Linked DNA regions of Muntiacus reevesi: region 2 is linked to region 1. Evidence: chromatin contacts called from public Hi-C data. All regions are on one chromosome and are shown on one strand. The core of a region is the stretch at or near the end of the contact, and the rest is flanking DNA. Distances in the headings are between cores, read along the strand shown. Region 1 holds the start of HSPA5 (heat shock protein family A (Hsp70) member 5). Region 2 holds the start of NR6A1 (nuclear receptor subfamily 6 group A member 1).

Region 1 (4,276 bases), core at 69-2,568:
TGGTTAAGACTGCGCTTCCAATGCAGGGGACATGGGTTTGATCCCTGGTTGAGGAACTAATACCCCACATGCTCTACAGAGGCCAAAATATAAACAAATTTAAAAACTTCTTATAAGTATTGGCTACAGAGTCAAGCTTACTTGGATATCAATGATAACTCTATCACTTAGCAGCTCTGTGACAATTAATCTCTTTGGTCTCAATGTTCTCATCTGTAAAATGGGAAATGCCAAGTATTGAATTGTAAGGACCGAAAGGCAAAAGAATAATGCTTAGCACAGAGTAAGGCTAAAGTAAATAGCAGCCTTTATACTTTTTGCTACAAGAGTACGGCATTATCCAGAGGTCTTTGTCCATTAAATACATTTAAGCACAATCAGACCTTTTCCAGAAGTGAAGGTAAAAAGGTATCAATGAAGGATGAAGAAGGCATTGTAAATGATAATCTGAGCCACAAAAGGAAATGATGGCAAGGAGAGGCAAGACAAGGGGTGACAAACTAGAAAAATGACACATCCCAAGGTGGGAGTGATGGCATTAGCACGCTCTTAAGAGCAGGGTTGCCACGTGTGTAGGGGACTCTGTATAGGAGTCAATTACTTTGGTCAGGTCTGTCCCGGGACTTACCGTGGGGCAAGGCAATGTGGGGAGACCTGGGAAAGACAGCGGGATAGCGGGTGCGGGGCATATAAGTAGTAGGAGCCATGATTCGCGACCGGGCATTGCCCAGACTAGGTCCCAACTCGAGAGCTGCGGCATGATGAGCAACAAAAGACCCCACGACACTAGTACCTGTGGCGGCTATAAAGGACAGAGAAATTTGTTCGGAGGAGATCACAGCATCTACGCTGACACCTGCATGCCTGGGACGGGATGGAGGAGGGGAGGAGAAAACAGTCGCTTCCCTCGAGAGGGACGGAGGAAGGTCAGGCGGGGTGGTCGTGGAGAAGGCACGGACTCAAGTCCTGCTGCCTCGGGGGTATCTTGCACGCCGGACGGGCCCCGATCCCCTCAGGGCCCAGCGTGGAGGCGGGACATCAGCTGTTACCGGCGGAAACCACCTCGGGGTGAGAGGTCCCGTCACTGATAGGCAGCTGCTAAAGCAATGGAGCTGGAGCACAGGGCGGATGTAGAGTCTCATTGGTGATTGTTGGGGGGCGCCCAACAGCCAATGAGTCAGCCAGGAGGGCGTAGCGATGACGTTAGCTGCGGAGGGGGCCGCTTCGAATCCGCGGCGGCCAGCTTGGTGGCCTGGACCAATCAGCGACGTCCAACGAGCTGCGCCTTCGCCAATCGGCGGCCTCCACGACGGGGCTGGGGGGAGGGTATATAAGCGGAGTAGGCGACGGCGCGGTCGACGCTGACCGAGACATCCCAGACACATCGACTTAAGGTTTTCTTGCGTTTGAGAGGTAGGTGCTGCGGCCTGTCTTTTCGAACCTGCCCTTCTTATTGTCCACTGTTCTCCTCATCCGGGGCCTTGTCATCCTCAGCTCAGGAACCTCTTTGCGCTCCCGTGTTTGCGGCCTGTGGCTGATTTTCCTCCGAAGCCCTATAGCTGCCTGCTGACCGACTGGCCGACGGCGCCGGAAAGATGAAGCTCTCCCTGGTGGCTGCGGTGCTGCTGCTGCTGCTCGGCATGGCACGAGCGGAGGAGGAGGACAAGAAGGAGGACGTGGGCACGGTGGTCGGCATCGACCTGGGCACCACCTACTCCTGGTAAGTGGGGTTTGAGGAGAGGGGAAAATGGGGCGTGGTCTCCTGGGCTGCCCGGAGCATCGTGGTGCTGATTCCTTCCGTTCGGTTTTTTCCTCCAGCGTCGGGGTGTTCAAGAACGGTCGCGTGGAGATCATCGCCAACGATCAAGGCAACCGCATCACGCCGTCTTATGTGGCCTTCACTCCTGAAGGGGAGCGTCTGATCGGCGATGCAGCCAAGAACCAGCTCACCTCCAATCCTGAGAACACAGTCTTCGACGCCAAGCGACTCATTGGCCGGACATGGAACGACCCTTCCGTGCAGCAGGACATCAAGTTCTTACCTTTCAAGGTTCGAACCGGTTTTTCTCTTCTAAATAGATAGTGGGTGGTGGTGATGGGAGTATTTAGGATTAAAAAGTTGAGGCACAAGCAAAGGGGATATAGATGTGTGTATATAATTTTATTTTATACTCCTAGTATGTTTCAGAACTGAAGATAGTAAAGTTGGCAAGGAATTTCATGCGTAACTACTCTGTCGACAATAGTTTAGGATTAAGAGACTGATTAAAACCGAAGTGGCTTGTAATTGTAAGGCACCTTCGACACCTTAAATATTTCTGCCCCAAATATTCAGCTCAAAGGGTCCAAAGTAAACCCAACTTTGGAGAAGGAAGTGAGTCTCAGTCCTCTTTTTAAAGTTTAAAATGTTTTTGCTTCTATCTCTGAAGATAATAATTATTCTCTCAAATAGGTGGTTGAAAAGAAAACTAAACCATACATTCAAGTTGATGTTGGAGGTGGACAAACAAAGACATTTGCTCCTGAAGAAATTTCTGCCATGGTTCTCACTAAAATGAAGGAAACTGCTGAGGCTTATTTGGGAAAGAAGGTAGGTATTTTCCAGAAGAGTGTTGAGCAGTTTTATTATTACCGTTTCTGATTGTGTTGTGTAGATGCTTTCATCATTTTAAAAGTCTGACATCCATGTACATCAGTTTTAATTACTTGCATGTTTTACTGGAGATCAAACAAAATACTAGGGTCTTTTCATTTATGACTTACTGCTTGCAAGTCCACACACATATAATTATGTATCTTAAAAATAAAGTGATAGTTTGTAACTTAAATAAAAGTTGAACTGTATGATAAAATATGTCTAACTACCTTTTGTTAATCATTTTAGGTTACTCATGCAGTTGTTACTGTACCAGCATATTTCAATGATGCCCAACGCCAGGCAACCAAAGATGCTGGCACTATTGCTGGATTGAATGTCATGAGGATCATCAATGAGCCGTAAGTGTCAAATTCAAAAGTACGGCACATTTGCCAAATGTGGAAAGGGAAAAGTTAAGTAAGGTTTGTTTTTCTTTCTCATTTCTCTAACAGTACAGCAGCTGCTATTGCTTATGGCCTGGATAAGAGGGAAGGGGAGAAGAACATCCTGGTGTTTGACCTGGGTGGTGGAACCTTCGATGTGTCTCTTCTCACCATTGATAATGGTGTCTTTGAAGTCGTGGCCACTAATGGAGATACTCACCTGGGTGGAGAAGACTTTGACCAGCGTGTCATGGAACACTTCATCAAGCTCTACAAAAAGAAGACTGGCAAAGATGTTCGGAAAGATAACAGAGCTGTGCAGAAACTCCGGCGTGAGGTAGAAAAGGCCAAACGGGCCCTGTCTTCCCAACATCAAGCCAGAATTGAAATAGAGTCCTTCTATGAAGGAGAAGACTTCTCGGAGACCCTGACTCGGGCCAAATTTGAAGAGCTAAACATGGTATGTTCCTTGTTTTGCTAATGAGATCTAGTTAGACTCTGAGTTTGGGACAGTGCATTTAGGGATTTTGACTATTTGTGGGTATGACAGGTATCCTCACAGTGCTTGTGTCTCTTACTCTAGGACCTGTTCCGTTCCACCATGAAGCCTGTCCAGAAAGTGTTGGAAGATTCTGATTTAAAGAAGTCTGATATTGATGAAATTGTTCTTGTTGGTGGCTCTACTAGAATCCCAAAGATTCAACAGCTGGTTAAAGAGTTTTTCAATGGCAAGGAGCCATCCCGAGGCATAAACCCAGATGAGGCTGTGGCATATGGGGCCGCTGTCCAGGCTGGTGTGCTCTCTGGTGATCAAGATACAGGTCAGTCTGTCAGCATTGTCCACAGTGCTTCAGTAGCTTAATGGGAAGAGTATTAGCTGTTGCTTTAGAAAGCAGTAGAATACAAGCAGCAAGCTCACAGAGCTAGTTAAAGGTACAGTGATGACAAGACTGGGAAGTCTCAAGATCTTTAGCAGTTGTATTTAATTCACTGTTTCTGAAATGATTTTGCGTAGAACCTAACCAAGTGGCAAGATGGAGAAGATGAAGTTGTATTGATTGTGGGCACTGCTTGGTATTGCTCCTATGACTCCTGAATTGGAACTTACCTCAGTCAACTTACTTTTGCAGGTGATCTGGTGCTGCTTGATGTATGTCCCTTGACACTTGGTATTGAAACCGTGGGAGGTGTCATGACCAAACTGATTCCACGGAACACTGTGGTGCCCACCAAGAAGTCTCAGATCTTCTCTACA
Region 2 (4,812 bases), core at 686-3,185, 320 kb after region 1:
GTGCCACTTAGCTCCTGATTGGCTCTCCAGGGAAGGGGAACTTACTACCTCCAGAAGTCTGTGATAAAGGGAAGTTTTGGCTCTAGGAAGGCCATCTGATCCTAACTCTTTTTAGAACCTAGAGCTGAGGGAATGGCCCAGAAGACCCATCTCCTCTGTCTCCTTCCCCAGCTCAACACCCCCACCTACCACCCCTACTCTGAGGGTTCCCCTCCCCCTCTGGAGCTGGGGAACAGTAGTGGGGAAGCAATCACACAGAGATCATTTATCACAGCCCACAGAGAACTCAACAGCAGTAAGGGAACACACTGGAGATCTAGGTGTCCCCTGGTGGGATATATGAATATCCTTGAGAGGATATTTGAACAGGATCTTGAAAGATCAATAGGAGTTTGGGAGTGGATTGGGTGAAGCCAACAGTGTGAAGGAGCCAAGCGTTCAAGTCCTGGTGTTTGACCGACTGGGTTTGGAATCCCCATTACTAACGGGTGATTTCGTCAGTATATGATAGGGGCATTATTGGAGCTAAAGCTCCCCATAAAGCAGATGTGGGGTTTAGAGAACATGGCGTTAATGTCAAACTCTCAGAACAGTAGCAGTTACAGATTAAGGATGCAGTACAGGTTAACCGGTGTTGGTAAGGTACAGCCACTCAACCAGTAAATACAGGGAAGCATCACAAAACATCCTGCCAAGCAGGTGAGGGAAGGGCTGTGATGAGAAATGTGGAAGGGGTCAGATCAGGCAGGAGTGCGAGCCAGTATAAGAACTTAAAAATTAAGCAAGCAATGACATAGACAAGCCGACGGATTGGTGGGGCGGGGTTGTAGTCAGGGTGGGAGACAGGCGGGGGAGTGGGCAGCCAGTGAGGAAGCTGCGGCATAACCCGGGAGACTAGAGGCCGGCAAGGAATCAGTGTTCTCGTTCTTTGTCTTCGAACTGACCAGGTAGAACCTAGCTAGACCTTGGGAGGCGGCCGCGATGAGCCCTTTACAGAGAGGATCGCTGAAGGCGGACGCCCGGGGCAAGCCTAGACGCTGGTGGCCGCGCGCCACCTGGTGGCATACTAGGTGGGCTCTGCAGCGGAAACGGCAAAATCCGGGTTATGCTCTGGGAAACTGAGGCAAGGAGCACGGGTGGGGAAGGTTGGGATCTTCCAATTGGACCCTGTCCCTATTCTAACCCCGTTTTACTGATAGGAAAACTGAGGAGCAAGGAAGGCGAACAAGGCCGAGGAAGGACGCTCTCAAACGAAGGGCTTCAAGACCCCAGGAGTAAAGAGCCTGAGTTTCTTTAATAGCATCAATGGCTTGAAGCTTAGTTTGCCATTCTGTTCCGTTCCTTGGGCAGGGGGAAAATGAAAGAGGAGGAAGAGAAACTTCAGTCTTTCCCGCCCACCCGGAGGTAAAAAGGCTTTAAAGAGTACCCCGGAAAGCAGAGTTTTATAGATTCCATTTGCATACGAACGCGGTCACCTCGAGTTAAACTCCGGTCCTTTAATCTCAGGTCCAATTTGTCCCGAAGCCGCGGTGGAAGGCCCTCGTGAATACCTACAAACACCGCCCCCTCTGAGACCCGCCTACGGGGCTGGGCCTCTTTGCACGTGCTCACCCGGCTCCTTGGCGATCCGCCTCCTAGGAAAGACTCATTCTCGGGGTGGGGGGATCCGAGGCGTCCTAGGGAAGGTTGAGCACACGGATAAGTTATAATAAAGAGAAGGTCCTGAAATAATCTTTATTCAACTTGTACCGGAAGTCTTCATCAGTGTTCGTGATGTTAACAGGCCTTGGCCTTCCCTTCTTAAGGCCGCTTTTCCCTTCTCCCACCCCTTCAGTTGGTGGGGTCCAGCGTGGCCGGCCTCGCCCGGCGGACTCCAATTCCCAGCGTGCCCCGCAGGGCAGTGCGTGGCAGTGGCGCGTGACGTCGGGGGTGGGAGCTGGCCAGTGCTGAGGGGGCGCGGCGCGGAGGGGCGCGGAGCCCGGCGGATCGGGGCCCAGAGAGCGCCGCGGCCGGGAGCCCGCTGGCCCCTGACAGCCCCCTCCCCCTGGCGGACGACGACGGCGACGAGGGCGCCGGTTATGGCGGAGCAGCGAACCGAGCGCGGGCCCTGAGCTCCACCGCATGGAGCGGGACGAACGGCCGCCTAGCGGAGGGGGAGGCGGCGGGGGCTCGGCGGGGTTCCTGGAGCCGCCCGCCGCGCTCCCTCCGCCGCCGCGCAACGGTGGGTGAGGGGCGTGCGAAGTCTCGGCCCGGCGAGAACCGGGCCTCTGTCCCCCTACCCCGGGAAGTCCCGTCCTCTCAGCTGACTCTCTCTCTCTCTGGGAAGCCGCGGCGACTCCGGGTCCCCTCAGCGCGGACCTTCACCCCGGTCCCCCTTCAGCGCCGATTCTCCTTCGTCGCCCCCCCACCCCCCGGGGACTACCCCCCCCCCCGCGGACCCCCCTCCGCGCGGATCCTCCTCCTGCCTGGTTCCCTCCACCCCGACCTCCGTTTCCCCCTCTCCTCTGTCCCCTCAACACAGGCCTCCCCTCCCCCCGGCCCCGTCCCTCAGCGCGAATCCCCCCCCCCCCACTCCCAGATCCCCTCTGCACCGGCCCCTCTCCACCGGCCTCCTTCACCTCGAGTCCCGTCAGTGGGGGCGTCCCCTCCCTCTGTGGTCCCCTCTTTCTCATCGTCCCCTTCTCGGCCTCCGGGGGATCCCCGTGCGAGGGTCTCTTCCCCCAAAGGGTCCCTTCAGCGCCGAGTCCTTCCCCTCCGCCGACCTTCTCAGCGCTCCCCCCCACGGGTCCCTCCTCCCTCCGCGGACGCTCCCTCGGCGCCCTGCCGCCGCCACACCCTCGTCCCCTGGGTTCTCTCTGCCCCTCACCTTTTGGGAGCCTCTTTCTCTCCCCTCCGCGCTGCCGCGCTTCCCGGGCTGCCCACCCGCCTCCCTCTCGGCGCCCACCCCCTAGTCCCAGAGCTCCTGGCTCAGCGGTTCGTTTTCGGACCCCGCTTGTTCGCGCTCCTGCCCCGCGCTCTCCTGCCCGCCCTGCTCAGCCCGGTCTACCGATGCCTCGGCGCTCCGGCCTGACCGGGGGCCCGGGACACCTGCCTCTTTCCTCTTTCCGCCCGCGGGTCCAGGCCCGCGTCCGCCCAGCCTTACTTCTCTTCCGTTTGGCGCTCCCGGAGCCCGGGCGACTCCTCACCTGGCCCAGCCCTACCCTCCTCGCGCCCCCCCTGTCCCCATGTCCCGGCCAAGTCCTCAGGTTCCTCCGGGCTGCGGCTGGGCCCGACTCCCCCCACCGCTCCCCGCCCCCCCTCCCCGGCCCCCGGCTCTCTGCCCCCGCGGGGTGTTTTATTTGTATCTGTTTGATATTTCCCCCCACAGTGTTTGCCGCGGAATGTTTTTATTGGTAACGTGTAAGGAGCTTTTGTGAGGTCGTAAAAGGTGAACTTTTGAACTTGGAAAGCGCCCTGGAGCAATTAGCGCAGGCGATAGCCCCGGGAGGCCTGCATTACAAAGGGTGCTCGTACCGGCCGGCAAACGCTTCGGCGGCAAACCCGATTTATTTATTTATTTGCCCTGCCTTCCACCTTTCACATCTCCTCATTTCCGAATAAAGGGCAGGCTCTCGGAGATCCGCGCCTCCTCCCCTCTCTGCGCCATAAACGCGCAATTCTCTGAAAGATCTAGGACCGAACAGTGTCTAACAAGTAACAGATTTCAAATTGAATGCAAACACCCGGGACAGTTAGTAGGCACTAAAAATTAATTGCTTCAGCAAGAAGTTTCTCAATCAGGACAGTGACCTGGCAGGTGTGAGGAAAGTAACCTGAAAATAAGTCACTTAGGCGCTCAGTTGATGAATGAACGGGGAGTTGCACAAGGGGAGAAATTTTGGGGTGTATCTACGCCTTCATAAATTTATGAACTCGTCAAACATTTATTGCCAGTTGAGTAGATCTGGCGTTTTTACCAGTTAACGAAAAAGTCGGTTTCGAAGAGAGCCTGGTTAGCTTCATTTACTGTTGCTGACCAAGTAGTGATGTGTTTTCAAAGGTCTTGTCTTTTTTTGAGATGTCTGTGATGTGTAGTATCTAGGTGGCTTGCAGTCCCTTGGGTTGTCTTTGGAGACTAATTTCTGAATGTGAACATGTTTGAGATCAATAAAATCCCGTGTCACAAAGGAAGAGGCTGGATGGAATCCAGTTAGAGTAGAAGGAGATAGTATCATAGGAACAAAGGATTTCTTTAGTGTTTTTGACTTTTAAGCTTTTTAAGAGGTGATTTGTTTTGGTGTTAATGTGTTAAAGTTGTAAATTTTGATCTAAAATTTACCATGCTGATTTTTTTTTAACCAGATCTATAGAAGCTCAGATCTATATTATGGCCCATACTAGTGTGTGTAATTTTGTAATGCCTTTCTATGTGTGTATGCTTCCTGTACCCACCTGTGCGACTCGTAGCTGATGGATTTTACTACAGACAGTACTTTCAGTTCTACTTGATAATATTGTTGTAAAGGAAGCCTAGGAACTGCATTTGCTATTAATTATTCATTAGTACATTTTAAAGAACTCAGCGGTAATTTTAACTCTTAATCAAATTTCCCTTTCACAGTCTCATTTCCTCAATCAGTCAGGACCATTTAAAAGAATGTTATCAAGCAATCCATTTAGGCTAAGGTGGCTTCAGTATTTTACATCAGCCCAATTTAGTGCTACAAATGTTTCCTTTTTGTTGAAAACGGAATGGGACTTGTGGCAGTTTGATGGGCTCTAAGGAAAATACATGAAACATTAGACTGTTGTGGAAAGTTTTATTTTCCAGTG

What was found. A called contact is a pair of places that touch in the nucleus more often than the background predicts.
Region 2: a Hi-C map of muscle shows a contact between it and region 1, with 7 times the contacts expected there. The contact joins the promoter of NR6A1 here to the promoter of HSPA5 in region 1. A contact is called at or near these places in 2 of 3 Hi-C or Micro-C datasets (blood and muscle).

The regions. Positions count from the first base shown.
Region 1 is chr3:10,357,320-10,361,595 of mMunRee1.1, forward strand. HSPA5 (heat shock protein family A (Hsp70) member 5) reads left to right here and starts at 1,319. Exons shown (of 9, transcript XM_065928455.1): 1 at 1,319-1,413; 2 at 1,495-1,720; 3 at 1,819-2,050; 4 at 2,453-2,590; 5 at 2,885-2,997; 6 at 3,091-3,481; 7 at 3,605-3,842; 8 at 4,152-4,276. The coding sequence starts at 1,596.
Region 2 is chr3:10,676,454-10,681,265 of mMunRee1.1, forward strand. It overlaps NR6A1 (nuclear receptor subfamily 6 group A member 1), which reads left to right and starts at 1,936. Exons shown (of 10, transcript XM_065928471.1): 1 at 1,936-2,221. The coding sequence starts at 2,122.